3 separate regions of the Mus musculus genome follow, and regions 2 and 3 are each linked to region 1. The links are chromatin contacts, called in public Hi-C and HiChIP or PLAC-seq maps. All regions are on one chromosome and are shown on one strand. The core of a region is the stretch at or near the end of the contact, and the rest is flanking DNA. Distances in the headings are between cores, read along the strand shown. Region 1 overlaps Creb3l1 (cAMP responsive element binding protein 3-like 1). Region 2 overlaps Phf21a (PHD finger protein 21A). Region 3 overlaps Phf21a (PHD finger protein 21A).

What was found. A called contact is a pair of places that touch in the nucleus more often than the background predicts. HiChIP or PLAC-seq counts read pairs in DNA pulled down with a chosen protein or histone mark.
Region 2: a Hi-C map of Sertoli cells shows a contact between it and region 1, with 3 times the contacts expected there. The contact joins two enhancer-like sites. A contact is called at or near these places in 7 of 39 promoter capture datasets (3T3-L1-derived adipocytes, the C10 cell line, cranial neural crest and 4 more), 2 of 15 datasets of contacts at CTCF or cohesin (the NIH/3T3 cell line and large pre-B cells), 9 of 484 Hi-C or Micro-C datasets (3T3-L1-derived adipocytes, the Ba/F3 cell line, the C10 cell line and 6 more), 5 of 115 datasets of contacts at active chromatin or transcription factors (craniofacial prominence, embryonic basal ganglia, embryonic stem cells and 1 more) and 1 of 9 other capture datasets (embryonic stem cells).
Region 3: an H3K27ac HiChIP or PLAC-seq map of microglia shows a contact between it and region 1, with 5 times the contacts expected there. The contact joins two enhancer-like sites. A contact is called at or near these places in 6 of 39 promoter capture datasets (the 3T3-L1 cell line, HPC-7-derived erythroid cells, cranial neural crest and 2 more), 2 of 484 Hi-C or Micro-C datasets (the AtT-20 cell line and ganglionic eminence), 2 of 115 datasets of contacts at active chromatin or transcription factors (bone marrow-derived macrophages and microglia) and 2 of 9 other capture datasets (embryonic stem cells and liver).

Annotation. Positions count from the first base shown.
Region 1 is chr2:91,982,102-91,986,889 of GRCm38.p6, forward strand. It overlaps Creb3l1 (cAMP responsive element binding protein 3-like 1), which reads right to left. Exons shown (of 12, transcript NM_011957.2): 10 at 4,060-4,186; 11 at 1,064-1,331; 12 at 227-906. The coding sequence ends at 870. Among named protein-coding and RNA genes, the nearest start is that of Dgkz, 34 kb to the left of the region's middle. Within about 2 kb of position 2,585, at least 222 of the 459 cell types and tissues checked have an H3K27ac peak or open chromatin away from gene starts, as enhancers often do. A contact at or near this core is called in Sertoli cells, bone marrow-derived macrophages and microglia, where this site is marked.
Region 2 is chr2:92,289,492-92,294,279 of GRCm38.p6, forward strand. All of the region lies in intron 6 of Phf21a (PHD finger protein 21A), which reads left to right. Among named protein-coding and RNA genes, the nearest start is that of Large2, 79 kb to the right of the region's middle. Within about 2 kb of position 2,315, at least 5 of the 459 cell types and tissues checked have an H3K27ac peak or open chromatin away from gene starts, as enhancers often do. A contact at or near this core is called in Sertoli cells, where this site is marked.
Region 3 is chr2:92,248,831-92,253,618 of GRCm38.p6, forward strand. The region is part of intron 6 of Phf21a (PHD finger protein 21A); the gene reads left to right. Among named protein-coding and RNA genes, the nearest start is that of Mir1955, 59 kb to the left of the region's middle. Within about 2 kb of position 1,826, at least 6 of the 459 cell types and tissues checked have an H3K27ac peak or open chromatin away from gene starts, as enhancers often do. A contact at or near this core is called in bone marrow-derived macrophages and microglia, where this site is marked.

The sequences.
Region 1 (4,788 bases), core at 1,335-3,834:
GTATAACACTCTATCAAATTGTTTTTTGTTTTTTAAATTTTCAGTTTGATTCCGGGCATTGTATTTGAGTTATCCAGTCCAGATTTGGTGACTAGCTGGACAAATGTCTCCAGACAGAAAGGCTTTCTCACCAGGCACCCTCTCATGCCTCCCCCCCCCCAAATACAAGCTAAAGCTCCCCATCTCCTCATTCCCAGGCCCTCACAAAGGACACACAGAGTCAAGGTTGATGCTGAATCTTTTTTTTTTTTTTAATTTTGCCTTCTTAAAGCATGTGCTGAGCTGGTGGAGGAGCAGTTTGGCAAATTAAAAAGGCCCAGCAGCTTGGGCAGCGGCAGGGAGAGGCCTGGTGAGGGTGGGGTGTCCCTCTTCCCCAGGCCAAGGGGTAGCAAAGCCCGCACTAACTTCATAAAATACAAAATAAGGGAGAGGTGACGGGAGGGAGATTTGTAAAATACAATATCTTAGGGGATTGACAATAATAAAAAATAAGGTTCATTATTTACAAACGATTTCTGTTCTTGGTCTCTGTACAGTAGGAGATGGGGGTGTGTGTTTGTGTGTGTATGTCTGCTTGTGTGTTTGTGTATGAGGGGGCCAGGAACAGTGGTTGCGTTGGTCACTATGGGAAGGAAACGGGTAGCCCAGTGAGTGGTTTATCGGAGGAGGACGGATAGTGGTAGGAGGGAAAGGTGGGAACGGAGTGGTCAGCCCAGGGGAGCAGTCCAAGTGTCTGGGGACATAGAGCGTCCCCAGCTACTACAGGGACCCGGGGGGCAGGGGTATGAGCTGGATCTGGGTCATCGAGCAAGAGAACGCCTCTTCTGGGTGCCAGGGTGTCCGTCCTGTGTCCTGGGTCTTGGAGTGGCCTAGGAGAGTTTGATGGTGGTGTTGGGGCCCAGATCCCTGGGGAGAGAAGAAGATCCAGGGATGAATCTGCCCTGGGGTACCCGTCATTCAACTGTGAGCCAGGACTTGACCAGGGCCCCCTCCCCCTGGGAAGATGTGGCTGAGGGAGGCACAGCCTGGGACCCTGGGAAGGGAAGGCTGTCCCTCTGCTCACCTGTCATGGAACCACTCCTTGGGGTGGGAGAAGTTGGGGCTGGTGCCGTTGTCATCAGTGTCCTCTGGCCAGGTCTCTCTCAAGTACTTGGTGGTCTCATGGATGCTGTCTGCACGGTCATGTCGGAGGTGGTCCTGGGGCCTCTGCTCTGCTGGACCCCCGGGTTTGAGCTCCCAGCCTTCTGGGGGCTCCACAGGCAGTAGAGCACCTCGGCCATCTTCCCATGAGCCTGCCCCATCATCGTAGAACAGTAGGCTTCGGGAAGGCACTGTGGAGAAAACCAGGGTGAGCCACGGAGGCCCCTCAGGTATGTGCCCTCTGCCGGATCTGCTTCATTCACTTGCCGGGCATGAAGAGTACAGCCTCTGACATCTTACAGGCTTGACTCCTCCTCCTAGCCCTGAGGATCCCTGGCTATGTGATTTTAGGCTAGTCACACACTCTGCTCTGATTTTGCTGGGCATCAGTTTGTTGATCTGTAAAATGGGGATAGTATAACCAACCTCACGGAGATTCAAGGATTCAATGAGTAAACGCAGTATAACAATTGAAGCTGTGCTGCTTTTTGTTTTTGTTTTTGTTTTTGTTTTTTTGCTTTTCGAGACAGGGTTTCTCTGTGTAGCCCTGGCTGTCCTGGAACTCACTCTGTAGACCAGGCTGGCCTCAAACTCAGAAATCTGCCTGCCTTTGCCTCCTAAGTGCTGGAATTAAAGGCGTGCGCCACCACGCCCCGCTCGGAGCTCACAAAAATGTAGCACTTCTGAGCAAGACAATAATGGTTTGCTTACTGGGAACTGGGACTTTTCCCTCCTTATATTAAGGACTGAACCCAGAACTTCGTAATAGCTAGGTCAAGACTCTCTCTCTCTCTCTCTCTCTCTCTCTCTCTCTCTCTCTCTCTCTCTCTCTCTCTCTCTCGTTTATATTGAGACGGGGGGGGGTCTCACTAAGTTGCTCAGGCAGGCCATTAATTAATTTTGTAGCCCGTGTAAGCCTTACACCTACGCTCTTTAGGCCTTGACCTAAGAAGCTAGGATCACACTGACAGGACCTGCTGAGAGCTGGGTTCGAATCCTCCCGTGCCACTTACTTCCTGGGAGAATTAAGGAAACCCTTTTCTTTTCTCTTCTAGGCTAGTTCCTCTGGGAAGTCAAGGGGAGAGAAAAAAAAAAAAGAATGTTTGTTGGACACCCGTGCCAGGCTTTATATAAAGCCCTTAGCTTAAAGCCAATTAAATCTCACACGAAGCCCTGGGAATGAGGTGCTTTAAGCCCCGCTTCCCAGAGCTCATCATCAAGGGTCCCCGTAAATTGGCTTCCTGGCTCCAGTCTGCTGCCTGCCTCCCAGCTTCCCCTGCAGGGTTTAATCTATGAGAATCTATGGAAAAGGCGGCCCCTGGCATTGTGTGAAGCTGCAGTCCGGAAACCAGCCCGCTCAACAAGCCACCTCCTTCCTCAGACGTGCCCTCTGCCCTGCCCTGTGCTTCACTCCCTCCAGAGGCTCATTCATGTCCTCCCTCCCCCTCCCTGGGGTTTGTACTTTAGCACAGCCCCTCCTCTTCTGTGTCTGCTTCCTCTCCTCTGTCCTTGATAGCCTTGGCCCGCCCCGCCCCGCCCCCGCGCCAGCCCCACCCCACCGCTCCATCGCAGCCCCTCTCCTCTCAGTTCTCCTCCCAGCTCCCAGCTCCTGTCCTCCCTTCTAGCCTCTCAGCCTTGCTCACCGCCCCCACCCCCACCCCCGCAGTACCCCTCCTCTCCATACACTCCCTGCTCTCCCCTCTCTCTGACCTCTCATCTGTTTCCTCTTTCTCTTCAGCCACGTAAGATTCATGTCCCTGGCATATGAAGGATGGCCTAGAAGTTCTTCCATGGGTCTACCGGAAGTGGCCTCTACCTCTGAAAGCCATGCTAATCTTTGCTGTTCCCTATACTCTTGCTGTTCGTGGCCTGTCTTTCCCCTCATGTCAGGAGCTATTCCAGAAGGCAAGGTATATGCTCACTGTAAGGATGGCAGTTTCTGGAGTCTAGAAATCAACATGAAGCCAAGATGTGCACCCTGGCTCACACAACTAGCAAATGCAGAGCCGGCTGTGACTGATTCTGAAATGAACCACACCGCACTCCATTGGGGTGGCACCCACATCACAACTACCATGCTCCCCAGGGGTAGGCACTCCCAGCAGAGTCCTGACACCTGCTGCAGGTCCCCTGTGCCTCAGCGGCTTTCTTAACACTGTCACATCAGAAATGACTGAAGACTGACACTCACTTGCTGTCCCTAGAACACTCTGCCGCCCACTAAGTCTGCCCTCTCCACATCGCTGCGCCAAAGGATCTCAGAGAGGCAAAGAATCTGGTCCTCAGGCTGGAGAGATGGCTCAGCAGGTAAGAGCACTGACTGCTCTTCCAGAGGTCCTGAGTTCAATTCCCAGCATCCACACGGTGGCTCACAACCATCTGTAATGGGATCTGATACCCTTTTCTGGTGTGGCTGAAGACAGCTACAGTGTACTTACATATAATAATAAATAAATCTTTAAAAAAAGAGTATAGAATGAGATAATGCCAACCCAAATCTCTTATAAATATTTATTTTTAATTTTTTTAATGTGTATGAATGCTTTGCCTGCCATTGTGTCTGTGTACTACCTGGGTGCTTGGTGCCTTCGGTGACAAGAATTTGGCATCTCATCCCCTGGAACTGGAGTTGCAGGTGGCTGTGAGCCACCATATGGGTGGTTAGGCACCAAACATGGGTCCTCTAAAAGAGCAGCCAGTACCAAGCCATCTATCTCTCCAGCACTCCAGACTTTTTGGAGACAGGGTCTCACTAATGTATCCCTGGCTGGTCTGGAACTCCTCATGTAGACTGGGCTGGTCTTGAACTCATAGATCCACCTGCCTCTGCCTCCAGAGTGCTGGGATTAAAGGTGTGAGTGCAGCTGATATGGCTTCTCTCTAGTAACTGGCTAACACCCAGAGTTTGGAGGTACTTACTCTGACTGGCTGCATAGACACTGTCAGCTGCGATAGGGTCTTCTTTCACAGTCATTGAGCCGGAAGAGAATGCAGGAAGGCAGGGCACAAGGGAGCCCAGCACCAGAACGAAGCACAAGGCTGCCACCTAGTAGTAGACAGAGCAGTCTATTATTAGTCGGATCTGGGGCAGGGCAGGCCTACAAGACTGGCCACTCCCAACTCTCCTCACCCTAAAGCATTGGACGCAAAAGGCTCAGTTTCCCCCAAATGCCTCCCCAGAGCTGGCTGCTCTCTTGGAAGCAGACACAGGCTGTTCAAGTCACCTTTAATCCAATCTAGTGACATGAAAGGGACCAGAGACCAGAGGGCGGGGTTCTGTGTGGTTTCACCTATAGAGAAATCAGGAAAGGAAGAAAGGGGAAGGGGGGAAGGGGAAGGGAGGGTTGCAACTGTGACCAGGGAGAAGGACACATAGCCACATCACCTTCGCAGCCTGAGCCTGAGAAGGAGCCAAGGGCCCCGGGGAGCTCCAGCGAGGCCCTGCCCTTAGAATGTCAGAGGCAACATGTGCTTACCAGGGAGGACAGACTAATGGAAGAGAGCCACTCAGAGGCTGAGCCTGACCTAGGTGTCCCCTCTAGCCTTGGGGACCCTGAGGGGGGCTCCTTTATTTTCTCCCTATCACCCATCCCAAGAAGAATCACACTCCTTGAATCTATAGAAGCCACTTTTCCAAGGACCTGCCTT
Region 2 (4,788 bases), core at 1,065-3,564, 310 kb after region 1:
GAGCCTCTGGTTGGGGATCAAGGGTTCTTTCCAGCAGTGGTAAGTGGCTCAGGAGTGGGACTGTCCAGTCAAAAGGAAGGAATGTGAGGGCACACGGTAGTTTACCCCAGGTCCCACCTGGACAGGAGCAGGGAGACTGTGAGGACATGATGGAGTGAGAGACCTTGAGTGGGCACTTTGTTTCAGCTTTTTGTACATAGTGTTCTGAAATTATTATACCTAATTTACAAGACCCTCTTCTTCCTTTTTGTTTTGGTATTTTGCATGCACAATTTTAAAGTTAAAATAAAGCAAGGCAAGATTTGAGGTACTGCTTTGTAGTTAGTAAATAAACACTGCTCCAGAGCTAGTGGTATAGCTTGCTAATTGGAGCACTTGCTCACAGTGTCAAAGGCCCGGGCTCTATATCCAGTACAAGAACTAAAACCATTCCAAAGCTATCCCCACCTCTATTCTGATTTGAGAATAGACCTCATGAATTCAGAAAGGAGAGGCTTTGATTGGTACCAAGTGAGAACTGTCTTGAAATCCTGAAATCCTGGAGCCTGAAGATATGTTAGAAACTGCCATTCTTATTTCCACAGTTGAGCTGTGGAAGTCTTATAAACGCCCTACCACTCAGCAGGCTGAGACCTGAAGAAGTTAATTAGAAGAGTTCATTCTTGCCCTCCAGAGCCCACACTCCAGAGGGAAGAAGGAAGCTCCAGTTCTGGGGATGTCTAGGAATAATGAAGTATAGCTCAGGGCTTTCTTGGGAGATTCTAGAGAGAATGAGAACATTTTTACCCAGAGGAACTATGAGCTGGGTTGTGAGCTGGGTTGTCCATGTTAGAGAGTCACAGCACTCAGTCTCACTGCTTTCATTGCTCTGTGCCCCAGCAATTCTGCCTCAGCATATCTAACCCTAACCCACTCCAGTGGGGATGCCAGAGTGGACAAAAGAGGGGAAAGAAAGCCACGGGCTATGGCTTTGCATGCTGAATCATGAAAACCGTCTATTTCTGAAGCTAAGAAGAGTCTTCAGAGTGTTGGGTTGTGATTATTGTTGAGTTGTAGTGCTGTGAGTTATCAGCAGATGAGACCCCCCCCCCCAGGTCCTCCAGATGTATTCATACCAACATTCCCAATGGTGTAAAGCAGTGTGGGCATTCAAGTAGGAAACAAAGGTTTGTGTCCTGGTTCTGCCGTTTACCCAAGTCACTAATCTATGTGAGCTTCACTTTACTCTTCTGCAAAGTAAACCTCTCCAGGATTTTTACAAGGCAGAGGCAATGTAATGTACCAAAGAAATGCTCTGTACACTGTAATGTCAGCTGTATTTATAGAATGCTGACATTTGAAAAATAGTTGTATGTCTTAGACTAATGCTACACCTGTTCCCAGGTGACTTAATCATTGAATTATTAAACTTCCATTATTAATTCTTAGAAATACTCAAGAGGCTTTATGAGTATGAGATAGAGAGCTTTAGTTTTTCTGTTTGAAAGATCATTTCTTCAGTTAACTCTCAAACTAGGATATTCCTTCCTTCATTCATTCCTTCTTCCCTTCCTCCCTCCCTTCTCTCTCTCTCTCTCTCTCTCTCTCTCTCTCTCTCTCTCTCTCTCTCTCTCCTTTCCTTTCCTTTCCTTTCCTTTCTTCCTTCCATCTTTCTTTTTTTTTTTTGAGACATGGTCTCACTGTGTAGCCCTGGCTATCCTAGAACTCACTGTGTAGACCAGCAGGCTGACCTCAAACTCACTGTGCTGAGATTAAAAGCATGTGCCATTATGCTTGGCCAGCCCTTTCCTTTTGGGGTTATATTGCTCAGTGACTCTATAGTTTCTTAGATTTCTCAAAAGTTTTTGATTCTGGGCTAGAAACAAGAATAATCTTTGTTTAGAGGCTTGATAAATTAGGATATTTAATTAATAATTTAAAAAATGGCATAAAGTAACTGATAACATGTCTACTTCTTAAAAATTAATTTTTAATTTATTCTTTGAGAACTTCATACAAGTATGCAATATTATGATCGGAACCCTCCCTTCTCCCCTGCCAACTCCCTCTAAATTCTGACTCATCCCTCCCTCACTTCATGTCCTCTTTCTTCATGTTCATTCATCCCACTTAGAGTTGTCCGTGTGCATGTGGGCATAGGGTGACCCATAGGGCCACCGGCATCTTAGGAGAGGCTACATCCCTGAAGAAAATGGACTCTTCCTCACAACAGCCAACAGTTAACAAGAGCTTTCAGCTGTGGTTAGGGTGGTATGAGCCCCTCCCCTATTCGTGCTGGACTGTTGACTAGCTTGACCTTGGGTAGGTATCAGCAGTTGCTATGCCTTTAGGAGTGCAACAGCCATGACAGGCCAAGGGTAGCATTCCACAGCACTCCTTCCATCATCCAGGGGTTACATTCACTCCCTCTTCTGCAATGCTCCCTGAGTCTAGCATGCACAAGTACGTATTCTCAGCACTTAGACCAGTTGAATCTCTGTGTTAACCACTGCTCACTGCAATACGTTTTTTTCTGACAAAAGGTAGTACAGGGCAGATCTATGAAAATAAACAAATATTTAGAAAACAGTTTGACAATATGATCATTTAGCAAAATAACAATAGTAGGTTACTACCTCAGGCCTGCGACCTTCCCGGCATGGGCTTTTGATGAGGATTATGGTATTAGGCATGAAATCCCTCTTGTGGAGCAGGCCTCAAATTGAAAAGTAATTGGTTACCCCCAACAGGATGACACTGTTGCACTTAAGAACACATCTTGTCTGACAGTTTAGTATTGTCTCATGCGGGGTCCAGTACTGGGTAAGACCATTGGTGACCTTTTGGCCACTAGTTGCCTACATAGCACCTTCTGGCACTGTGAAAGCTAGCCAGCAGGAAGTAAGTTTCCTAGTCACTTTGGGATAGAGTCCTCTGTCGTGCAGCCAAAATGTATGACGTTTTCAGTGATAGGGTCTTACTATCCCATTATGGTAGGCACAGAGGGGAGGGGGCAGGAGAGGCTGGGAGACACAGAAGGGCAAGGGTTAACTAAAATGCAGAGTGTGTGAAAAGTTCACATGGAAACTACCATCTTACAACCCAGTTAACAGTAATTGACAGGAGGAGATGGTAGGATGCATGTGTAACAAAAGAAGAGAATAATGTTCAGGGTTAAAGATTTAAGTGAGAGTGTAGAGGGAGGGAGGGAGGGAGGGAGGAAAGGAGGGCAAAGAGTGGGAAGAGAATGTGGAAGATAGCCAAAACCAAGAATACATGGAAACTCACTAGTTTGTAAAGGAATTTTAAAATATAATTTTTTTGTTGTGCTTTATTGTTTGAGACAGGGTTTCTCTGTGTAACCCTGGCTATCCTGGAACTCACTCTGTAGATCAGCCTGCCTTTGTCTCCCAAGTGCTGGGATTAAAGCTATGCACCACCAACTAACTGTCAGGCTCAAAACGTAAATTTTTAAGTGGAGGAAGTTTGGACAGTGGTAACTTGCAGAGGTTGCAGTGCTACTTCAGAAGGTGTGGGTTATTAAATGAGCTGCCACTCTCTGTGCTGGGTGTGGGCCTCCGACAAGTTACTGGTCAAGGAGATGGTAAAAGTCGGCAAACAGCAAAGTCTGCTGCCATTGTTCTTGGTTTTCTTTCTCTCTACTGTTTAGGGAAATGTTATCTAGGCCAGAAAAAAATGCAGTATAGTATCAAATGACCCCCACTCTTAGAGTGTGTGCATTCTAGGGTAAAGGATAAATAGTGCACATAAGCACTTAACTAACAGAATCTGTGTTGCAGGGCTGCAGGGTTGGGTTGGTTGGGGCACAGGAACATGGCCCCTGGAACCAGATCTCCTGGTCAGAACTGTACCTCTTTGCTGGGTGCTACTTTTGGTGCCCTGGAAAGTTCCCCTTCTGGGCTTTAGCTTCTTCATTTGCAAACTAATAATATCTGTCTCTTTGGGTTGCTTAGAATATTCAATTATGTAATACACATTGAATTTAGAATGGTGTTTGCTATTATACCATAATAACTAGAGCTGCTGTTATTGTCACATATTTAGATGTTATTGTATGGTTCAGACACGGGATGTAATAAAGTCTCACACAGCATTGGCTGTTAGTCAAGAAAAACTTTGGAGAGAATTGGAACTTACCAGAGCCCTCAGAGGTAGGTGGACAAATAGTGTTGGGAGAAAGACCTGTACTCTAAGATGAGCATCAAAAACAGAAGCTTAAATGTGGGAATCAGTGTGTTTTTTAAAGAGTGGGGAAGGAGTTTGAGGGATCTCAGTTGGCACAGTACTTGCTTGGCATCCTTGAATTCTGGGTTTAATCCATGTGTGGTGGTGCATTGGTATAATCCCAGCACTGAGGAGGTAAAAGCAGGAGAATCAGAAGTTCATGGTCATCTTTGCTACTTAGCAACGTTGAGGCTTGTCTGGAATACATGAGACTATGTCTCAAAATAAATACCACCCCACTGGTCTGATTGTAGGTTCTGATTATGTTGGTGGGATGACTGTTGGGCAGATCAGTCATGAAATGAAAGTAGGTAAGTATAACAAGTTTATTAAGCTAAAAATAGCATTTTACTCTCACAAATTTGCTTGTGTCTAACAAAAATTACTTTAATCAATGGATTTACTTATGTGGGTATAGAAACATAATTTTCCCCACTTTTTCAAATAAATGAACTATGCAGGCTAGTTTCATGTCAACTTGACACAAGGTAGAGTCATCAGAGAGGAGGGAAAATGCCTACATAAGATCAGGCTATATATAAGCCTACAGGGCATTTTATTAAT
Region 3 (4,788 bases), core at 576-3,075, 270 kb after region 1:
GAACTAATAGACATTTTGAAACTAGAGACTGGATGAAAATGGAGAAGAGAAAATAATTCCGTGACTAAGGACCCAGCCTCTAGAGGACAAGGAATTTCACCACCACTGAAGGGCATATAATATGATATATGTACTCTACTTTATCGCCTAGTGCTATGAATAGAAAAAAAGTACCCCCCTGTTATACCAAGGCAGATCTTTGTAAAACAGTAAAATCAGGAACAGAATGCCTAAGCTGCCTTAGAAGAAGAGGAAACCATTTGCAAATGGCAGATTGGTCATCAGACCACGTTGAAACCCAGGAACTAGGATTTACTGAGAGGATGAGGATGGTTCTGAAAACCAAGTAGGATTCTGTATCAAAACCATCTCTTGATCATGTCTGGGGGTAGAGGAAAGGTAGTTTTAAAAATGGAAGATCACAAGATGTAACTCTCATATATCAGCTTTGAGGGTGTTTTTTTTTTTTTTTTATCAAAATAAGAAATTAAACCAAGAAGATGAAGATAGGTATCCAGAAAATTCAGTACAAAAAGGATGACAGAATATGTTTGATGGAAGGTAAATCTGGATGACTGTTACACAAAAGTCATAGAAACCAAGCCAGGTGGTGGTGGTGGTGGTGGTGGTGGCACTCATCTTTAGTCCCAGTCTCAGGAGGCAGAGGCAGACGGATCTCTGTGAGTTCAAGACCAGCCTGGTCTACAGGATGAGTTCTAAAATAGCCAGGGCTACATAGAAAAATGTTGTCTGGAATAACAAAACAAAACAAAAGTCTTAGTTAACAACATCAGGTTGGCCAGGAGGATAGAAGAACTTAGGAAAGATGTAACAAGGAAGATGAAGGAGAAGGAGGATGCTAAACAGGCAGGACGAAGAGGAGGCTAAATAGGGATGTTTTGAGCCATTATTTAACTTTTTGTAGCTTCTTTAGGGTGCATGGGGAAGAATGAAGACGGGAATAGAGAAAACCAGGTAAATGATCAAATGAGGCAGATTTTAGGTCCAGGAGTAACAAAATGTGCCAGAATATATGTGTAATTGTAAGGCATTAATTACCCTACCAAGCACTGTTGCATAAATAATTCTAGTATTATAAACATTCACTACTAGTTTAGCTAGAAGTTACAGTTCGCCTGATGGGCTTAGGGTAGGAGGAAGAGTAGTAGAACACTGTAGTGCATACACTGTGTATGCAGATAATATATATGAATGTAATATCTATGAATATATAGGAAATAAATATCTGAAAGAAGTTCCCAGAAGAATTGAAAGTTATTTTGTGAAAGAATAAAGATATATAAGAAGAGAGTTGGTTCTCAAGGCATTTGTAATTTTTTATAGTAAAAACTTTAATGTTACATATATGGGTCCTTTGCCTGCATGTACAAATGTGTACCACATGCATACCCAATGACCACAAAGGCCAGAAAAAGGCACTAGATCCCCTGGATCTGTAGTTATATGCATGTGTGAGCTGCCACATAGGTTCAGGGAATGAATCCCAGGTCTCTGCAAGAACAACCAGTGCTTTTAACCACTAAATCTAACCTAAGCTCTGTGTATTATTTTGAAACAAAGTCTAACCTAAGCTCTGTTATTATTTTGAAATAAAGTCTAACTTAAGCTCTGTGTATTATTTTGAAACAAAGTCTAACCATACTTAGTTAGGTTGCTATGGCTAGCAACTACCCTAAACTGTTACTTTAATTCTTTTTCATTACTGGAACCAAAATACTTATGAGAGGTCTTATTCATTTTAGGTATGGTGTCAGAGCCCATGTGCTTAGACAGAATGTCATGACCATTGGAGCTGGGGCACAGAAGCTGTTTACCTCGTGACAGACATGTAAAAAAGGGGAAATGTGAGCAGGGCCAGTCAAGATAAGGGCACATCCCCAGAAACTTGTTTATTCTCTAGTGTCTCAATATGCAGTTGTGTTATGGATCCATCATAGAATTGGCCATGGATTAGTTTAGAGCTGTTATAATCTAATCGTCTCTGAAAGTGCCATCACAGACATATCCAAAGCTGTACTCTATTTATCTTCTAGGTACATACTAACCCAAGCAAGGCTCCCACCTGTCACAGGCCTTTAGAGCAACTTAAGCATCTTTCTGAGGAAAAGCTTGATGGCTGCTACATTTGGTTAAGATGTTACTGGGAGTTCACAGGTTAGAAAAGGCATATACATTGCAATCAGTTTCTTTTCTAGATGGAGAATGTAATCTAGGCCACAGCATTTGATAGTGTTTACCCTTTACCCTTAAACTGATACATTTAAAATGTAAATCTACTGAGGTCTGAGATTTTGCCCATTTTGTTTATTGATGCACTGGAGCTCAGCACCTGTGGAATGAAAGCCTATTTCTTGAGTTATTTCAGCCTTGTTGTATGTGTCTTGAAAGGTTTCCCTGAGCTCTTCAGGGATATGGGTATATAAACAATTAAAATAAGTGTGGAATCAGATTCTCTCTGGTAACCAGAAAGGGGAGAGTCTTCTCTTGGCTGAGAGATATTGGCGAAGTGCTTTCAACAGAGCTGATTTTCTGGGCTGAGTATTGGAACTCAACAGATTTTTTTTTTCTCCACCAGAATGGAATTAAGTGTAAGTTGGGTTTGTTTTGAAACCTGTATATATCATTTGCTCCTGTTCTTGTATGTTATAGTATAATCATGTAGACTTAGGAAAACTAAGTTGTTTCCATGAAAACCATATCGAATGCTTTGGGATGAGTGTTTCAAAGTATATTAATTTCATATATGAAAGTATCATAATGATACTTATATGGTTATAAACCACATTGCTTTATATAATTAATATACCCTAATTTTTGTCTTAAAATTATTTTATGTGTATGTGTGTTCTGTCTGCATGTATATCTATATTCCAGGTGCATGTTTGGTGCCCACAAAAGGCCAGAAGGGACACAGAACCCCTTGGAACTAGAGTTACAGTCAGTTATAAGTTGCCCTGCTGGGCTGAGAATCTAATCCAGTTCCTCTGGGAGACTAGCTTAAGATCATTCAAATGCTCTTAACTGCTGAACCATCTCACCAACCCACACACTAAATTTTTTTTTTGGAGGGGGGTTTGAGACAGGGTTTCTCTGTGTAACCCTGGCTGTCCTGGAACTCACTTTGTACATCAGGCTGGCCTTGAACTCAGAAATCCACCTGCCTCTGCCTCCCAGCCATACATATATATTTTAAGTTCTTGCCATACTTTAAAAGTTAAAAATGGAAATGTTCAAGAATGCTACTGTCACAGTTATAGCTTATAAGAAACATTCTGCACTCTTACCCATAGAGCTCTTTACTCCAGGGGTCTGGTCCTGTACTGCAAGAAACAAAGGTTCATTTAAATTAAAATGAAGTACTTGGGTATGTTTATCAATTTTTTTTATGAATCCTTGATATATGTGGCTTTTTTCCCCCACTAGATCATTACTTACTGGTTAAGGGAGCCCTACTGTATTACTACAAGTTGCTACTAAAAGTGAAGTGTGATCTTTCACTGTTCATTGATTCAGGTATACGTATGGAATGTGTATTTTGCGTAGCCATTATGCACAGCTCTGGAACACAGCTGATAGGGCTTCTCTTCTTGAGCTTACCAGCCAATGGCATGTTCCTGTATCAAAATGATTATCTTAACAGTCGCAGAATAGTTATCAAAATAAAATCTAGTCTTGGTGATGAAGGCCAAAGCCAGTTACCTATAGAGTGTTGGGCCTTAACCCCAGCTTATACCCCGAATAAACAGAAAAGATTTTGAAAAATGTTGCATCTAGGGCTGTGCTGAATGAGAGTTTCTGGGAGGGGGCCAGAAATGCAGACATACTTAAGAACAGGCAGGATAATTGTAGTTAAGGTAGTTGACAATGCCCAAACTAGATCTGATAATTTCAGATTGATTTGACATGGCATTCTCCTGACTCATCTGGGACCAGTCTACTAGACTGAGTTTGTCATTGATGAGTTATTGGAATCTTCCTAGAGAACAAACTTTACATACTATAAAATTCAGGGATTAATATGATATTAATACTTTGGTTTTCAGCTTTTCCTTTGAGAAAAAACATTCAAAGGTAAGTTGACGTATAGGTAGAAGTTTGCAACTTTAACCAAAGTGTTTTAGCTTTCAGCAGTGAGAGCTCTTTATGGCTCAGAAGCTTTACTAAGGATATTTTATATCTGTCTATAGACATCTAGATAGATACCTAGATATACACATATATAGTCTATATGTTATTTTCTTTAAACCCAAGCAAGGCTTATGTGAAACATTGGGATTCTTTTTACTTGAATTAAAAAAGAAAAAAAAAGTAACATGCAGTCACTATATGTGGTGAGCCAAGACTAACTGATGTTAAAAGGTATCGACAACAACTTGAAAAAGAGCCTTCTTCATCTCTCCTCCTCTCATTATGCAACCCAGTCTACCTGAAACTTGCAGCAGTCCTTCTGCCTCTGTTTCCTGAGTTTTGGGATAACAGGTGTGCACTACCACACCCTGCAAAGTAAGAACTCTTAAGGACATGTCCATTTGCTTCTATTGGTGTTGCAAGGTGTGACACATGTATAGCTTTTCTTTGGTGTTCTTTTGAAACACAGTTGCACATTTATATGTTTTGCTGCATGCACCGCTCAGAAGACTGCAGAGTAGTCTCTTTCTTTAAGTATATATTTTCCCTTGTATTGATACTTTCTAGATCAGGTGTATATGCCAGAGGAGATTATGACTCTGGTGTCTCTGAGAGATCTAATCTTGTGTTCCGTGAAGT